Linked DNA regions of Mus musculus: all the other regions are linked to region 1. The links are chromatin contacts, called in public Micro-C maps. All regions are on one chromosome and are shown on one strand. The core of a region is the stretch at or near the end of the contact, and the rest is flanking DNA. Distances in the headings are between cores, read along the strand shown.

Region 1 (4,846 bases), core at 1,625-4,124:
AGCACCTTTAATAAAGACAATCATATTAGAGAGACACATATTAGAGACTTAGCAGATTGTGCTAGGATCCCAATTTGTCTCCCCCAAATTCATATATTAAAGATAAACCAACAATGTACTGGTATGAAGTAAAATAAGTAAGGTAAATATATTTTTCTCTCATATGCAAACTTTGTATTTAAGAAAATCATATATAGGACAAGAAAATCGATGTGACTATAGAGAGAGGAGCCTACAGAAGGGAAAATAAGGGTAACAGGAAGGACAGATATCATGCTTTCTCTCACATGAAGTCAAACTGATTCACACACACACACACACTTACATGTTATATGAATAACATGAAGGTAGATGGGAGCCACATAAAGGAAAAGGACCAGCAGGAAGGACCAGCAACATACAATGACACACATATGTGAAAATGTTGTAAGAAAGCCCTTTATTTTGTATGCTAACTAAAAGTTAATTGACTATACAGGGGATGGAAAGAAAGCTAAACATATGGAGCATGCTTACAATCCCAGCAGTCAGGAGCTAAAGCAGGTGTACAGTGAGTTCATGAGTTCAGGGCCAGCCAGGGTTACATTGCCAGTGTGAGGTCAATCTGGAAGACCTTTTCTCAAAAACATAGAACTGGGGAGTTTTTCAAAGTAATTTGAGCCATGAGGAGGAAGCCTGCCACATTTGAGGTGATGGGCTTGCCCGGGCCCCCCCCCCCCCCGCTTCTATTCTTGTTTATGTGAAGACAATATCCACTCCTCTGGAGCACACACAGCAACAAGGTACTATTCTTGGCAGCAGACACCAGACTCTGGCCAGACACAGAATCTACCATATCCTTGACCTTGGTCTTCCTGCTTGGAAAACTGAATTTTTAGAAATCTTATTGTCTCTAAGTATAAATTACTTAGCCTCAAGTACTTTTGCTATAGTACCATAAACACACTAGATTCCCATAATAGACACACACACACACACACACACACACACACACACACACGATTTTAAGGCTATAGAAAGTGTCAACTAGCAATATGATTAAAGAGTTAAAAGAACGAGACCTAAATTTTCCAAATACAACAAATATACAATAAGAAAAGGCCATTTTGTTAGATGCAGCAATAAGCATCTATCCTGGCATTTGCTGAACCTAGTAAAGAAGCCTGGGGTGCAGCTCAGTGAGGACTCCCAGAAACTGCCCATATAACAGACACGCGGTGAATTTAGTAGCCCGCCCAGACAGCTTGGTACCATGTGGTCAAACACTTCCTCCCCACTCTACCCACTCTGAAGGACTTTCAAGCACAAATCAGCCTCAGGGAAATGCAAAGCCCCAATTTAATGCTTGATGTGGCTCAAAGAACTGAGGCAAAGCAGTAATCTATAATCCTGCCAAAGTCAATAAGGTAAATTCCTTGTGTACTTCCTCTGTTTCAAGTTGACAAGGGGCTTTGTTCCACTGTGAGAGTGAAAGTTCCCAAGAAACTGCACCTACAGAGGCAGACTGACTGAACTCAAAGGATGTGGGAAGTTGGAATGCTGCAGGTCCAGAGTCAAATTAGCTTTGGCGGTGTCAGGCCCTTCAGCCATTTGTTACCTAGCTCTACGTGACCCAACATTCTGTGAGTTGTTAATCTTAGGTAAACCTTTCACACTCTTGGATGACATCAAAACTTAAAAGACATTTGGGAAAGGAAAGGAAGATGAGCCTCGAGTGCCCCTGACTTAGAAAGACACCACCCTCACAGTCTCTTGGAGAGATGATTCAGGAAGGAAAAGACCCCCTCGTCAGTCAGAGCAGTCGGCGGAGCCCACACCTATACAGAAGTCGATAAACAGAAACAACAAAACAAAGCAAGGTACAGCAGCTACACAACACTCCGCGGCAGCTCCTTCCCATCATTCTACCCAATAAACATGAGAGGATAAGGTGCAAAAAGATAGATTCCAGCCTGGTAAGGAGTGTGACTTACAGAACACATGAACATTACTCATCATGAAAACAGGAATGGAATGCAAAGACAGAAGAGATGAGCAAGATGAGATGCTGAAAAGGCCTGAAAACCAGGGAAGTGAATCAAATGAAGATTTAGCAATCACCATATAAGACAAAGGCAGCAACTATTCGGAAGGACTTGGAGGAAAATGTAACCCAGAGCAAGGACTAAAGACTAAAAAAAAAAAAAATCTTACCAGGAGACCAGACACTCATCATGTGGGGGCCTGAAGCAGAGGCTATGACAGGGCAGATGAATCAAAGACATGGCCTAAGATGATCAGACAACTGCTGCTCAAAAGAACATGGCCTCCAGGGAGATTAGACAGATTCAAATACATATCTATGAGCTACTTACATGAAAACAATCTGCAGAGGAAAGAATTCGGACTGTAACCAGTTCTTTCCAAGACACTGAAAAGGTTCTGTGGGAAACAGTATGACCCAAGAAACTGCCCAGCAGCTAAGAAAAGAAGCAGATATTCACAGCCATCAAATCAGGGATACAGGACTCAAGGGCACATGAAAGAGAACTTGTGAGTGTGTTCATGTTTAAGAGAGGACTGACAAGTGAAGCCTGGAGAGGCCAGTTGGCACCGACATTCTGAAATAGAGATTTGCTACAACAGTGAAACAAACACTAAAATCCCACCATAACATCTACAAGATGACAAATCAGCCGTGTAGAGGAGAGCACTGGGCAGGTGCCACTGTCCTCATCATCCAGAGCATCATGGTCACAGCTGCTCTTCAGAACTGAAAAGGGTTGGTAATAACAGACAAACCCGGAATGACTCGAACACCATGTCTGAAAGGAAGGGGAACAGGATGAATCCTGGCGCAGTGTCTGCAGGGCCTGCTGTCCAGTAGAGCCATCTGGGCAGTTACTCAGCCATCCCATGCTTCACAACCCAGTCTAGGGACTCATTCGCTCACCGTGTTACTGTCAGAAACGTAACAGCTGTTTCCAGAGCCATCTTGAGACATGTGCAAGCAGCAGCTCATCTGATCCTCGATGAAGCCCACAAACTGAGTACTGCTGGTTCATTTTACAGAGCAGGAAACCAAGGCACTGAAAAGCTCCATCACGTGCCCCAGTGGTAATGAAAGAGGCTAAGTGCTCAGGCAGGCCGACTCCCAGCGCCGCCCTCAACCTGCCACTCGCTAACTGCCTTCGCACTTACACAGGAAAATCCCAAATCTGACTGTGTCGGGGCCAGTGAATTTCCGTCAGGATAAGCTCCCCTGTGAGAGAGCCCATCGTCATTGATTTACACTGAGACACGTGATGGAGTCTGTCAGTACTGTGTGAGTTGTGGCTCAGCCTCTGGAGAAAAGAGGTTTAATAGCAACATTGTCTAACAACAGAAGCTGTGATGGCTGTGACAGAAGGTTCAACTAAAGTGCAAAACCTGACCATGTTTCAGCCCTGAAAACATACACATGAATAACATTATGTGGACTGAGCACATGCATGTATCTAGCACACACTCACACATACAACCACACACACATACACACACACATACACACACAGAGGCACACATTGGGATGGGTTGGAGAGGTAAAAGAAAGGGAAAATGATGTAATTATATGATTGCAATAAAATGTTAAACTGTCTAAAAGCAGAATAAAATCAAATGGAGAAAAGGGAGTGCAGGAACAGACAGCATGTAACTTTAAGGACCGACAGCAAAGTCGAGGCAACAGCCAAGGTAAAGCACTTCCACAAGTGAAGCCACAGAGAAGTAAGAAATCTAACGAAAAGCAGCAGCAGGCAATAGGCCTGTCTTATCTGTCCTCATCTTGAGCCACCAGCTAAGCCACGTGAGATTACTTCAGGAAATGCCATGGTAAACAAAGTGTGTGCGAATAAATGAGTGTGTGTAACAATATAATTTTTTACTACTTAAAATGTCACAATGACAATGCATACATGAGTTTCTATCCCTTGAAGCAGAGGAGAACAGGAAAGAGCGCCCGTCCTCAGAGTGCCAGCTGCAGGGGCGGCACTAGCAGGCCAGCTGAAGATAAAGCCCAACATCCAACAGCCTGAGTGTGACCAAGGGCTCAGGGCCTGCCTCCTGGAAGGGCACACCAGGATACAAGCATATGTCCACACCCAGGGGACACTTGCTCGAAACTGGACACTGTCTGTTAAGTCCTAACACTTCAAAAGCTACTAAAGTTACTATTTTGCTGGATTGTCACTATGCTCATAAAAAAAATTATAGAAAATTTATAACTTAAACCATTTTGAAATTGTTTTGATAAATTTATCACATGATAGTTTTAAAAAAACCTTCAATTTTCCACACAGAAAATCTGTCACTTTTCAGATTTCATCCATTTATATCAATAATCCCTATCCATTGGTAATTACCATCATTTAATCATATCCGTAAATATCCTGCCTTGACTCAAGGCTTTAATATAATCTATAAAGCTACGAAACACAGGAGAGAACAGTGAGCAGGATGGAGACACTTGGCTAACCCAGCCCAGCACATCCTAGTTAGTCCTCAGCATTAGCCCTGGAGGTCTGCTACAACGGCAGAGGCCACAAAGTCAGCACTAGATGAAACCAGCCACCAAAGCTGCTGACACAGTCATTCATCAAACATAAGGAGTAAAAACTGCTACCATGTTTGTTTAAAAAAGAATTTGCTTTACTTACCATCCACTCTGATATAATAACATCCACCTTTTCCACAGGAAGACTCACTTCTTCAATCTTTCCTTTAATTAGTACAATGGTATCTTCAAGTTTATTTAGTCTGAAAGTTATAATGAATTATATTAGCCTGTTAAATGTTTTGCAAACTGTATCAAGAAATGTCACAGTAAAAT
Region 2 (4,846 bases), core at 643-3,142, 110 kb before region 1:
GCACCTAGAGAGTCCAGCACAGGGGCCCAAGGAGGAAGGCACAAATGGGGAATGACGGCAGCAGCAGACAGATTGTTCCCACCAATCCGCAATGACCTTTTCCAGATGTTCAGGTCCAGATGCAGAAAGTGAGTCTGCATACCATCTTCCTTTTCTAAGTTTTGGAGAATGAGTTAAAATTGTTCTAGACACCATGACAAAATGCATGCAGTGAAGATGCATTGTGCCACGCTCCAAGCCACGCCCCAAACCATGCCCCGAGCCACACCCTCTGTGAGTGCAGCCACAAGGGCAAGAGTGGGGGTTCAGGCTTCCACCAGGCCTGAGAGCACCTCCAACTGCTAGGGATGGATGGATCTCGTTCACGGGGCTATTGCAGGGTCCAAAGTAAGTGAGATAAGAGGCTTAAAAATACTCAATACATCCTAGCAGTAACTCAATCTTCGTCATATTACCTGTCCACGAGGCAGACTGTACTCTGTATCACTTCCGAGGAACACACTGACCTACCTCAATGGCCGGCTGCTCCCCCACCCCCACCCCTAGTTATCTCAGAATGCCGAGGGAAGATTCCAACAACATGGGCTGCTGATGTTGCTCATTGCTAGAGTGTTTGCCTAGCAGCACGAAGCCTCCGGTTCAGTCTTCGGATGCACATTAGACCACGTGTGGTGGTGTACACCTGTAATCCCGGCATGTGACAGGCTGAGACAGGAAGGCTGCCAGGAGCGTGAGCCCAACCTTATCTCAAACAAGCAAGATTCAAATAACAGTAGAAAACCCCTCCCCTTCTGATTGGCTCCCCAGACTCTCTCCGAGGAGTACTAATAATTACTTCCCGGGCCAAATCATTCTTTGCTGGAAGAAGGCTGTCCTATGTGGTAATAGCCACTGGCTGCTGCTCACCAAACACTAGTAGTCTTACCACCCCAGACCAAAAACAAAAGCAAAAACAAAAACAAAAACTGGCTCTGCTAAATCTCAGGCTGAGAATCTGTTTCTAGGTGTCTCCTAGAAGCTGCCTTTTCAACATTAGCTCTTTAATTAAAAAAACAAAACAACAAAACCAAAACAAAACAAAATAAAAACAACAACAACAAAAACATTTTCAGAAGGATTCCAGACTCCCGACTATCAAATCTTTGCTGGGGAAGATTTCTTCTTTTAATTTCTTTTAATTTCTTCTTTTAATTTCTTTTAATCCCCTGAACCAGGGGATTAAAGTTCCACTCAGATCCTTTTGGCGTAAATCACCACGGCTTAATTCTGATTTTTCCTGATGAAAAGCAACCCATCCGCTAAGATCTCAGTGATCGCTGCTTGCTTCCAAAATTGCCTTTGTAAAGACTCCCTGGACCCGTGAATGCCCAGAGGACCACCGACCAGCCAACCCAGTGTAGCCTCATAAGATCCAGTTCCAGGTTCCCACTGCAATGCTGCAGAGCCACCAGCAGCCTCGAGCCTCCTGCAATGTCTCTTCTAACCACTAGGTGGCAGGAGCGTGCTTCTCGGCTCTCTGCCCTTTCTGTCCGCCAGAGAAGCAGTGACAGGCCATCTCATCAGAGCTCCGCGGCCCAACAACCCCGAACAAAGAACAGCGATAATGATCGGCTAAATTGGAAAGCTGTTGGAATGGGATTCTCTTTACTCGGGCAATTATTAATAAATGAAAGCACAGGAAAGACCGGGGAGAAAAGGGATCATTTAATTAAAGTTCTAATGAAAATTAAGCCATTCCAGAAATAGAAATGGTGTTTATACTGTTCCAATTTGAGCTGACCCAGCTAAGGCCCTGTTTGAACAAAACAGTGGCTGAACTCATTCCGCAGGGTAGGGACAAACTGTCCTCCATTGCAGATCCTTGGAGGGCTGAGTCAGCCTGGGCAGTAGCCTGTCCTACAAGCTGTACCTAGAGACGCAGGAAGCTGAGACTAGAGGATTGCCATCTGAACTACAGAACAAGGCCTTGCCTTAATAAAAACGGGAAGGAAGATGAAATGACTAGGCATGTTCTGCCTCTCTCTGTAGGCAGCCCCAGGGCTGGTCTCGGGCTGGAGTGGGCACAGTGCTTGGCATCTGCATGCTGACATGAACAATCAGACAACATGATCAGAGCAACACTGGTGGTGGACACACCTCCACCCACTGTGTGTGAGGGTCACAATGTTAAGCCATTTATACGTCCGTTCATCTCCTGGGACAGTGCCAGGCTTGCTTTGAAAACGAAGTGGTTACAGGGCTGAGGCGGTGCCTTGGGGGTCATGTGGGGAACACTGCAAGGGAGGAGAGGGGGCATCAGGTCCATTTCCCAAAGAAGCCTAGCTTGGTGTATTCATCTTGGAGATGGCATGGGAAAAGCTATTGTCTAAATTCCCAACAGCTGGGCCAAGCAGAAGGGATTTAAAGCAATGTGTATCTCTATAGGTCAGGATTCTCTTACCTTTCTACGGCACCTCAAAACCCAACAGGATTGAAACCCCTATCAAAGAGAACTTGACCCCATGTATAGAGCCCACCCATGTACAAGTAATGCAGAAGCTGAGGGGAGTGCAGAGAGGGGGTGGGGGAATATTGATACTTTGCTTTATTTAATTAACAAAAAAAAAATTAGAAACTATGGCTAAGCGTGCTGCGGCCTCTGACTCATTCATGGGCTCCTAGGAATAATCAGAGAAATATGCCCATTGTCTGTGCTCTGGTTGTTTTAATGGTGTACGGCTGGTGAATAGATGCCTAGCCATGCCAGGCCCCATAGCCCTCTGCCTCTCAGGGTTGCTTCACACCACACTGGAGAGAGACATGAATCCAAACCAGGGCAGGGTCATGCCTGCCTCTCTCTTAAGGCATCACCTATATGCCTGGCCAAGGTACCTAGGTAGCTTTAAAAAGAATAAACACACACATGTAAAAATGAATAGACTACACAATAGATGCATATCTATGACAGAAAAATGGAGCAAAGATGGGCCCCAAATTGTTCAAATTTTTATCCTTACATCCATGTAGGTATCTCTAATAAAGATAAAATCCCACTATGAACATAGCATGCTTTTAAATGTATTAGGATGTGGGAGGTTTTTCCCATGCTTTTATATATGACTATTTGTTTTTAATGATTATAGAATAACTTATTATGAAGGGTGAGCCATGATTTATTTGAGCAATGGAATTGTGGGGCTCTTTATCACATACTAAGTTCCTACTGCTTTCCAGCACTGTGAATGTGATTGCAATGAGCAGTTTCGTACCATATTTATCTGTCTCTAATTTTCCCTTTGCACGGATGCCTCCACGTAGAATCATCACAGTGATAGCTTAGCTATTGCGTGCGTGATCTTTCTTGCTATCACACAGAATATCAACCACAAATATCACTGGGGGGGGGGAACACCTGTCATGATATCACTTTTGCTGGGACTTGATAGACTAGAACACGTGGACCAAAGATTCTTTAAACACCCCGGACAGGCAGAAAATATGGGGGTCACATGGCCCAAAATGCAGACCTTGCAACTTACATTGCAAGTTTGAAAACTCCCCTTAGTCATCTGGGGAAAAAAAACAATAATCATCGCGTCACTTGCCGTCTGCAATCCGCAGGTTCTGTTCAAGAGGGGTAAAAATGTGACTTTATGGTGCAGCCTTGCAGTCTAGGAAGCATTTAGCACTGGGGTAAGTCTGTGGCCTTAAAAGACATGCATACTTGGACTCCAGTCCCCAAGTCCGACCAGACACCTAATTCAGAGCTTCTGCTCAAGGTTTTTCGCCTGTGACATAGAAACAACGGAATGCCTATGTAGGCTTGTTGTGCATATTAACATTGAATAGTCAATGAAAGAGCGTCTCAGACAGACAGCGTGCAGTGAAAGTGGCTGTCTTTAATATGTGCTCAGATGCTACACTGGTGAGAGTGGACCTTCTTGGTAGAAGACTGCATATTTCTGAATGATACTCCCACCTGGGGGACAGCTGCAGGACACTGATCGCTGTGACCATATGGCCTCTCAGGCTCGCTCCAGAAAGCATCCTTGGATCCTAAATCAAAAGCCACAACTTGATCCAGCACATAGTCTTGGAAGGGAACTTCCTTTCCAGTCAGATTTTGGCAAAGACAAGCTGGACTCTGGGATGGGTTATGACCTGAGTTTTCTCCACTCCAGGAGGCAATTCCTGGAATAACGTGCTTGATCTAAACTTGCTGGTTGTTTCCAAGAAGATATTCTGGCATCTGATTGCTGCCTGGGATTCTGTGGAGAGCTGCAAGTGAATCTCTCCAAAATCACAGATTTTTTTTTTTCTTTTTTAGAGGTAAGTACTGCATGAGGCAAAGAAGGTGGGCCACGCCTCATTCCAAAACCAAGTATGGTCCACATTGTCAAAAACTATTCTGGAGGTGGGGAGGGTGTTAGTTACTCAATGGTGGCTCACGTGTGTGTGTTCAGTCCCCAACGGCAAGAAAAACAGAAAGGCACTGAGCAACTTCTACCCTGGTAGTTAGTTCCTAGCTTGGCTTATACTTGAGCAAAAACAACATATTGCTTCCTTTATTGAGATGGGATCTCATGTAACCCACTGGCCTCAAGCTTGCTATGCAGTCAAGGATGACTTTGAATTTCTAGTCCTCCTGCCTCCACCTCCAGAGTGCTGGAATGAATCGTAGACATTCACTACCACACCGAGCTTATGCTGTGCTAGGGATCAAACTCGGGGTCCTATGCACGGTACACAATACTCTATCAACTGAGATGGATCCTAAGTCCAAATCTGAGAAGATTTTAAATCCTGGTTCCCAGAGTCATTGATGCAGTCTGATCTTTAATTCATCAAGTTTGTTCCTTAAGTGACT
Region 3 (4,846 bases), core at 858-3,357, 80 kb before region 1:
AGCCAGTGGGCAAACACTTAACCAACAGAACTATATCCCCAGCCCTGGTTCTGATATTTCTACTCTTTCTATAATTTCTTTTAAGTTAGATTTATTAGTTTTATGTGTATTTTGCCTATATGCCAACTTCAGGACTTGTACAAGCTCTCCTCATGGTCAGGTATAGCAGATCGGGCTTATGGTCCAGATCTTGGGAGGCTGAGGATGCAGGATCACCAGCTCGAGACCAGCCTCAAGCATACACTAAGACCCTGTCACAAACAAAAAAAGAAAGAAAGAAAAAAAAAACACAGAGGAGACTTGATTGGATGTAGGTTTAGAAAAGGGACGATGCCTGATAATTCCCTTCATATTGATCTTTTTGACCCCATGATTGTTAATGGAAAGGCCCACTAACAGAAAGAGACACCGAAGAATGGACATCTCAGTTGGCAAGGGAGCACATGCCTTTGAAGGGTGGTGTTGGTGCTTTCTTCTTGTCATCAGAATCTACACAGCAAGGCTCTGCTGAGCAGTGTTGTGGTCGCCTGTATTAGGAAGATTGGTTAGCGCTACTTACAGGACACTTTCCAGGCTAAATGGTGGCTCTGGCTGCGTTCTTGGGAGGTGCTGGGGAGTGGAGCCCCCTGAGACTCAATATGGTTAATGGCAGTGAGTGGTTAAGACTGCAGGCACTGCTGGGGAAGTATTCCCAGAAGGCTGTTTGTGCTCTACATTAGGGAAATTAAGCACTGAGAATGTGTTCAATTTAGATCCATCTGGTCTGTGCGTCTCCTTTTCCTTCTTTCCCTTCAGAAAAGACTACTGTTCGAACAAAGGCACTTGACGGTCACTTCAAGTTACTAGGAAACAAGGCATTTGGCACCTGGACATCTTGAAAAGCAGAGAGAAAAGCTGCCTCCCTCATTCGAGTTGGTGAGGGTCTCTGCCCAAAGCAGAGGTCATCATCAAGTATGCTGGCTACCCAGGATACAACTTGGGAAGAAAGACAGGAGGACTGAGTTGAAAGCAGTATGTTTAGAGGAATGGGTCAGCATTCAACAATTAACAGATGGTTCAACAAGTAAAGCCAGTTGCCACCAGGCCTGAGGACCTAAGTCAGATCCCCAAGATCCACATGGTAAAAAGAGAAAACTGCAACTTGCCACTGGCCCCTGTGTGTACTTACACACATCTACATATAAGTGTTATTTAAAATTTTTAAGAAATCCTTCCTTACTGTAGAAATCCATATAGCTGTTATGGAAACAAGGTAGACCATTATTGTTGACTTCAGTATTATTTATTTATATCTGATTTTTGGAGATAGGGTCTCTTGTAGCCCTGGCTGGCTTTTAATTACTGTGTAGCCAAGGGTGGGTTTGAACTACTGATCCCTTGCATCCCTTGTAGAAAGAGAGGCTGGAACAGTATCCTAAATAGTGGATGTTTGACATCCCTGGACTCAGACATCCTACCTTCAAAATTGAGACTTATCTCAGCAGTCATCCCTGCTGCCTCAGTTTCCCAACAGTGGCTTCCAACACTAACGATTTCTAGCCTCTCCACCAGCAGCCTTTTCCAGAACTTTGAATGACACCGAGTACAAGCTTGGGATCAGAATGATGGGGAGGTCTAGAAAAAGGAAAGTCAAGAGTAGCAAGTCCTCTCTGGGCCATGCTCCCATGGTGGAGGACATCTGCACTGAATCTAGTTAAGCACTCAATGCTTCACTGGACAGGTGTCAGCCCCTGGATGGTCTGGTTCCTCTCGATGTGATGTCAGACGACAGGAAAGAGCTCAGAATGGAAGAGGTCACTTCCTATGGGTGATTTGAACTCCACAGGGTCATTTTCATTATTAGTGTTACTCAGCATTGCTTCTGGGTAGCCCTGAGGCAGCTCCAGGCTGCACCCCATTCTGCATCCCTCCCTTCTCCCCAGGGTCTCTTCAGACTAATTCCAGCAGGGCTACGATTTCATCTCCTTGTCTCTCTGGTACCCAGGGAAGAGCATACTAGAGTTTTTGAAATTTTTTTCTTACCATGTGTTAGATATTCAACCTTAACAAATGCAATTGCATGAATCACCCTCAACCCCAGCCCTCTTGGCATTGTTACTCACTCCTGCCTCACTGGTGACACATCTGAGACACAGCACCACTAAAATGACTGTGGAAATCAGTCGTTTAGTATAGTCAGAAGTGACCACCAAGTTAACATGAGTCTGATCTCCAAAACAAGGGCCCATCAATCCAACTAAGCTTCTAACCAATTCTGAGGCTTCGGTGACTGTGGTAGAGCTGGGAATTGTCACTCAGGGTGGTTCCTAAACTTTCCTGTTACTTAGGAAGTTCCTCTGTGCTTGTTTGCCATCAACTGCTCCTCCCACTCCAGCCCCAGGCAATGACTAATTCTCCCCCCCCCACAAGTGAGCCAAAGTCTTGCTCATGCTCCCCATGCACTGACCTATCCCAAATTTAACCTCCCTCTAGAGTCATGTTTTTAAAAACATTAAGTTTATGAATGTTTTGCCAGCATCTATGTCTGTGCACTATGTGTATGCTATTCTCATGGAGGCCAGAAGAGGATGTTGGATTCTTTGGAACTGGAGTTACAGATTGTTCTGAGCTTCCATGTACAGTGCTGAGAATGGAGCCCGGACCCTATGTGTGGGCATCTAGTGCTCTTAACTGCTGAGCCATCTTTCTGACCCCTACATCTGTTTGCTTTGGAAGTTTTACTTAAACAGAATGACAAAAAAATCCCTTCTTTCACTTAACACACTGATTTTTAGGCCAACCCATCACAAACTGCTATCATTTCTTACTTCCCATTGGTTCATAGTTTTCCACAGTGGGATGATGCATTTAGTCTTCCTGTTAAGTGTGTGGACACTTTCTAGTTGGGGGACTAGTGCTGCTCTACTTAGAGTCTTGGTTTAGGCTTTCTGAGCTTCAGTTTCTCTTGGACATATAGGGGTGGAATTGCAGGGTTGCTTTGTCTTGTCCTCCTCCTCCTTCTCATTTTTCCTTCTCTTCTTTCTCTTCCTCTTCTTTCTAATTAATCATTGCTACTCTTGGAATTCATCTTTGGTGAAGCTGCAAAGCTCCTGGTACCTGAGATACCAGAGTGGCATCCTGGTGTCCCCATGCTCTCAGAGCTGTCACACACACAGCCACAGAAAAAAACCCTGTGTGTGTTATTCCATGTATAGGAATACTACATTATGATTCCTAAGAACCTATGTGATTCTGAGAACATATGTAAGAAGTCTCCAAACATCTTCCCATTGAAATATGTCTTTAAATGAATGATATTCTTTTTATGTCTCATAACAAGGACATTATGATGCTATGCAAAATTGTGTGCAAAGATGGCTTCTCATAACACATTTCCTTTCATGATGGTTCAAGATAGAGCTGGAGAAGTAAGTGGCTTAGCAGTAAGAGTGCTTGCTGGTCTTGCAAAGGTTTCATTCACACCACCTACATCAGGTGGCTCACAAGTGCTTGTAACTCTCATTCTCGTGGGATCTAAAACTCTACTGTCTTCCTCAGGAACCTGCATGTATGTGATGCCCACGTACACCCAGAATAAATCAATCTTTACAAAAAAGAAGGAAAAAAATCTCTTGATGCACATTTAAAGGACTTTGACTTTAGGCCCTGACAGCTGCATTTTTGAGGCTATGCTCCAAGAGCCATTATTTAAAAGCCCTCAGTAATCCAGATGTGAAGCCACATCACATCAAAATGATGATCTCATGACAGTTGCTTGTCAGGTTGTGGCCAGAGCTAGAGACAGGAGTCGGAGTGGGTGAGCGAGCTCCAGACAGCCATCGTGAAAACATAGAAGGGTCTCCAAATCTATTGTATAGTCTGATCATGACTGGCTCACAGAGGGACCAGTACAGTGGGCCCTGAGAGACTCGTGAAGTCCAGACCCACAATCTCCACATGCAGAAAAGTGTCAGGAAACCAAAGCAGCCATATAGTCATGGCTGGGGCAGCCTGGCTTTTAGATGCCTCTTCACTCAGGTATCCTGCAGTCTTCGGAGAACAGAAAGGGGCAGAGATCCCCTTCTCACCTGCCTTGCCAGAGCCATGGCTCTCTGTGGTTTGTGAGAGGCAGCACTTACCTGCTGATAGGCAGGCATGCTGGATTGGCAGGCCTCACTGCCTGTACCCAATTTGGGTGGTTGCTTCTCCTCCTGGAACCCTGGACAGGAAGTCATCTCACCCATTATGATTCGTGCATTTGTTCTTTACCTTCCCCCGAAGGGACTGGCGACAGCTGGTTGCCCCTTGCCTGGCTCACACAAATGTCTTTCTGTCAGGCTGCCTGGTCCACTGAGGAAGAGAAACACACTCATCAGAGCAGTATGTGGAATTCTGGGAGGTCCAGCCATGCAGGAAGGTGGCAGTATGACCCTGAGACCCTCTGTCCACGGCCTGTGAATTTATACATGAGCAGTGAACCCTGAGGCCATACTTGACATCTTTGCAGAACCCCCAACCAGATGGGGAACTGGTGCTGGGTGGGGAGGTGTCAATGCTGACAGGAAGGTTCACTACAGGAATGGTAATCAGACCGTTATGCCTTCTGAACTTGCTTTCCCTCTGGTTTTGTTTCGTTTAATTTTTCTCTCAGACCAAATTCATGCAACTGAAGCTATCTATAAAACAAGTGTCCTTCAAAGGGGCCCAGGGTATGGTAGCCAAGAGGTGCTTCAGCTGAGAGGGGGACTGAGAAGGAGAGAGTGAACCCATGGAGGAAAAAAAAAAGACAAGATGGAAGGCAAAGACCGAATGACAGAGTAAGAGAGACATACAGGGAAGGGAAGAGAAAGGGGAGGCAGGGAAGGGA

Evidence for each region. A called contact is a pair of places that touch in the nucleus more often than the background predicts.
Region 2: a Micro-C map of muscle stem cells shows a contact between it and region 1, with 4 times the contacts expected there. The contact joins two enhancer-like sites. A contact is called at or near these places in 7 of 39 promoter capture datasets (the 3T3-L1 cell line, the C10 cell line, embryonic stem cells and 3 more), 2 of 15 datasets of contacts at CTCF or cohesin (both in the NIH/3T3 cell line), 8 of 484 Hi-C or Micro-C datasets (the HPC-7 cell line, Sertoli cells, cerebellum and 4 more), 9 of 115 datasets of contacts at active chromatin or transcription factors (PVALB interneurons, astrocytes, bone marrow-derived dendritic cells and 6 more) and 2 of 9 other capture datasets (adipose tissue and pancreatic islet).
Region 3: a contact with region 1 is called in a Micro-C map of muscle stem cells, with 2.7 times the contacts expected there. The contact joins two enhancer-like sites. A contact is called at or near these places in 1 of 484 Hi-C or Micro-C datasets (muscle stem cells), 1 of 115 datasets of contacts at active chromatin or transcription factors (embryonic stem cells) and 2 of 9 other capture datasets (adipose tissue and pancreatic islet).

The regions. Positions count from the first base shown.
Region 1 is chr7:49,806,454-49,811,299 of GRCm38.p6, reverse strand. It overlaps Prmt3 (protein arginine N-methyltransferase 3), which reads right to left. Exons shown (of 16, transcript NM_133740.2): 10 at 4,674-4,773. Among named protein-coding and RNA genes, the nearest start is that of Prmt3, 31 kb to the right of the region's middle. Within about 2 kb of position 2,874, at least 27 of the 459 cell types and tissues checked have an H3K27ac peak or open chromatin away from gene starts, as enhancers often do. A contact at or near this core is called in muscle stem cells, where this site is marked.
Region 2 is chr7:49,920,252-49,925,097 of GRCm38.p6, reverse strand. The region is part of intron 5 of Slc6a5 (solute carrier family 6 (neurotransmitter transporter, glycine), member 5); the gene reads right to left. Among named protein-coding and RNA genes, the nearest start is that of Slc6a5, 12 kb to the right of the region's middle. Within about 2 kb of position 1,892, at least 74 of the 459 cell types and tissues checked have an H3K27ac peak or open chromatin away from gene starts, as enhancers often do. A contact at or near this core is called in muscle stem cells, where this site is marked.
Region 3 is chr7:49,885,507-49,890,352 of GRCm38.p6, reverse strand. No RefSeq gene overlaps it. Among named protein-coding and RNA genes, the nearest start is that of Slc6a5, 22 kb to the left of the region's middle. Within about 2 kb of position 2,107, at least 45 of the 459 cell types and tissues checked have an H3K27ac peak or open chromatin away from gene starts, as enhancers often do. A contact at or near this core is called in muscle stem cells, where this site is marked.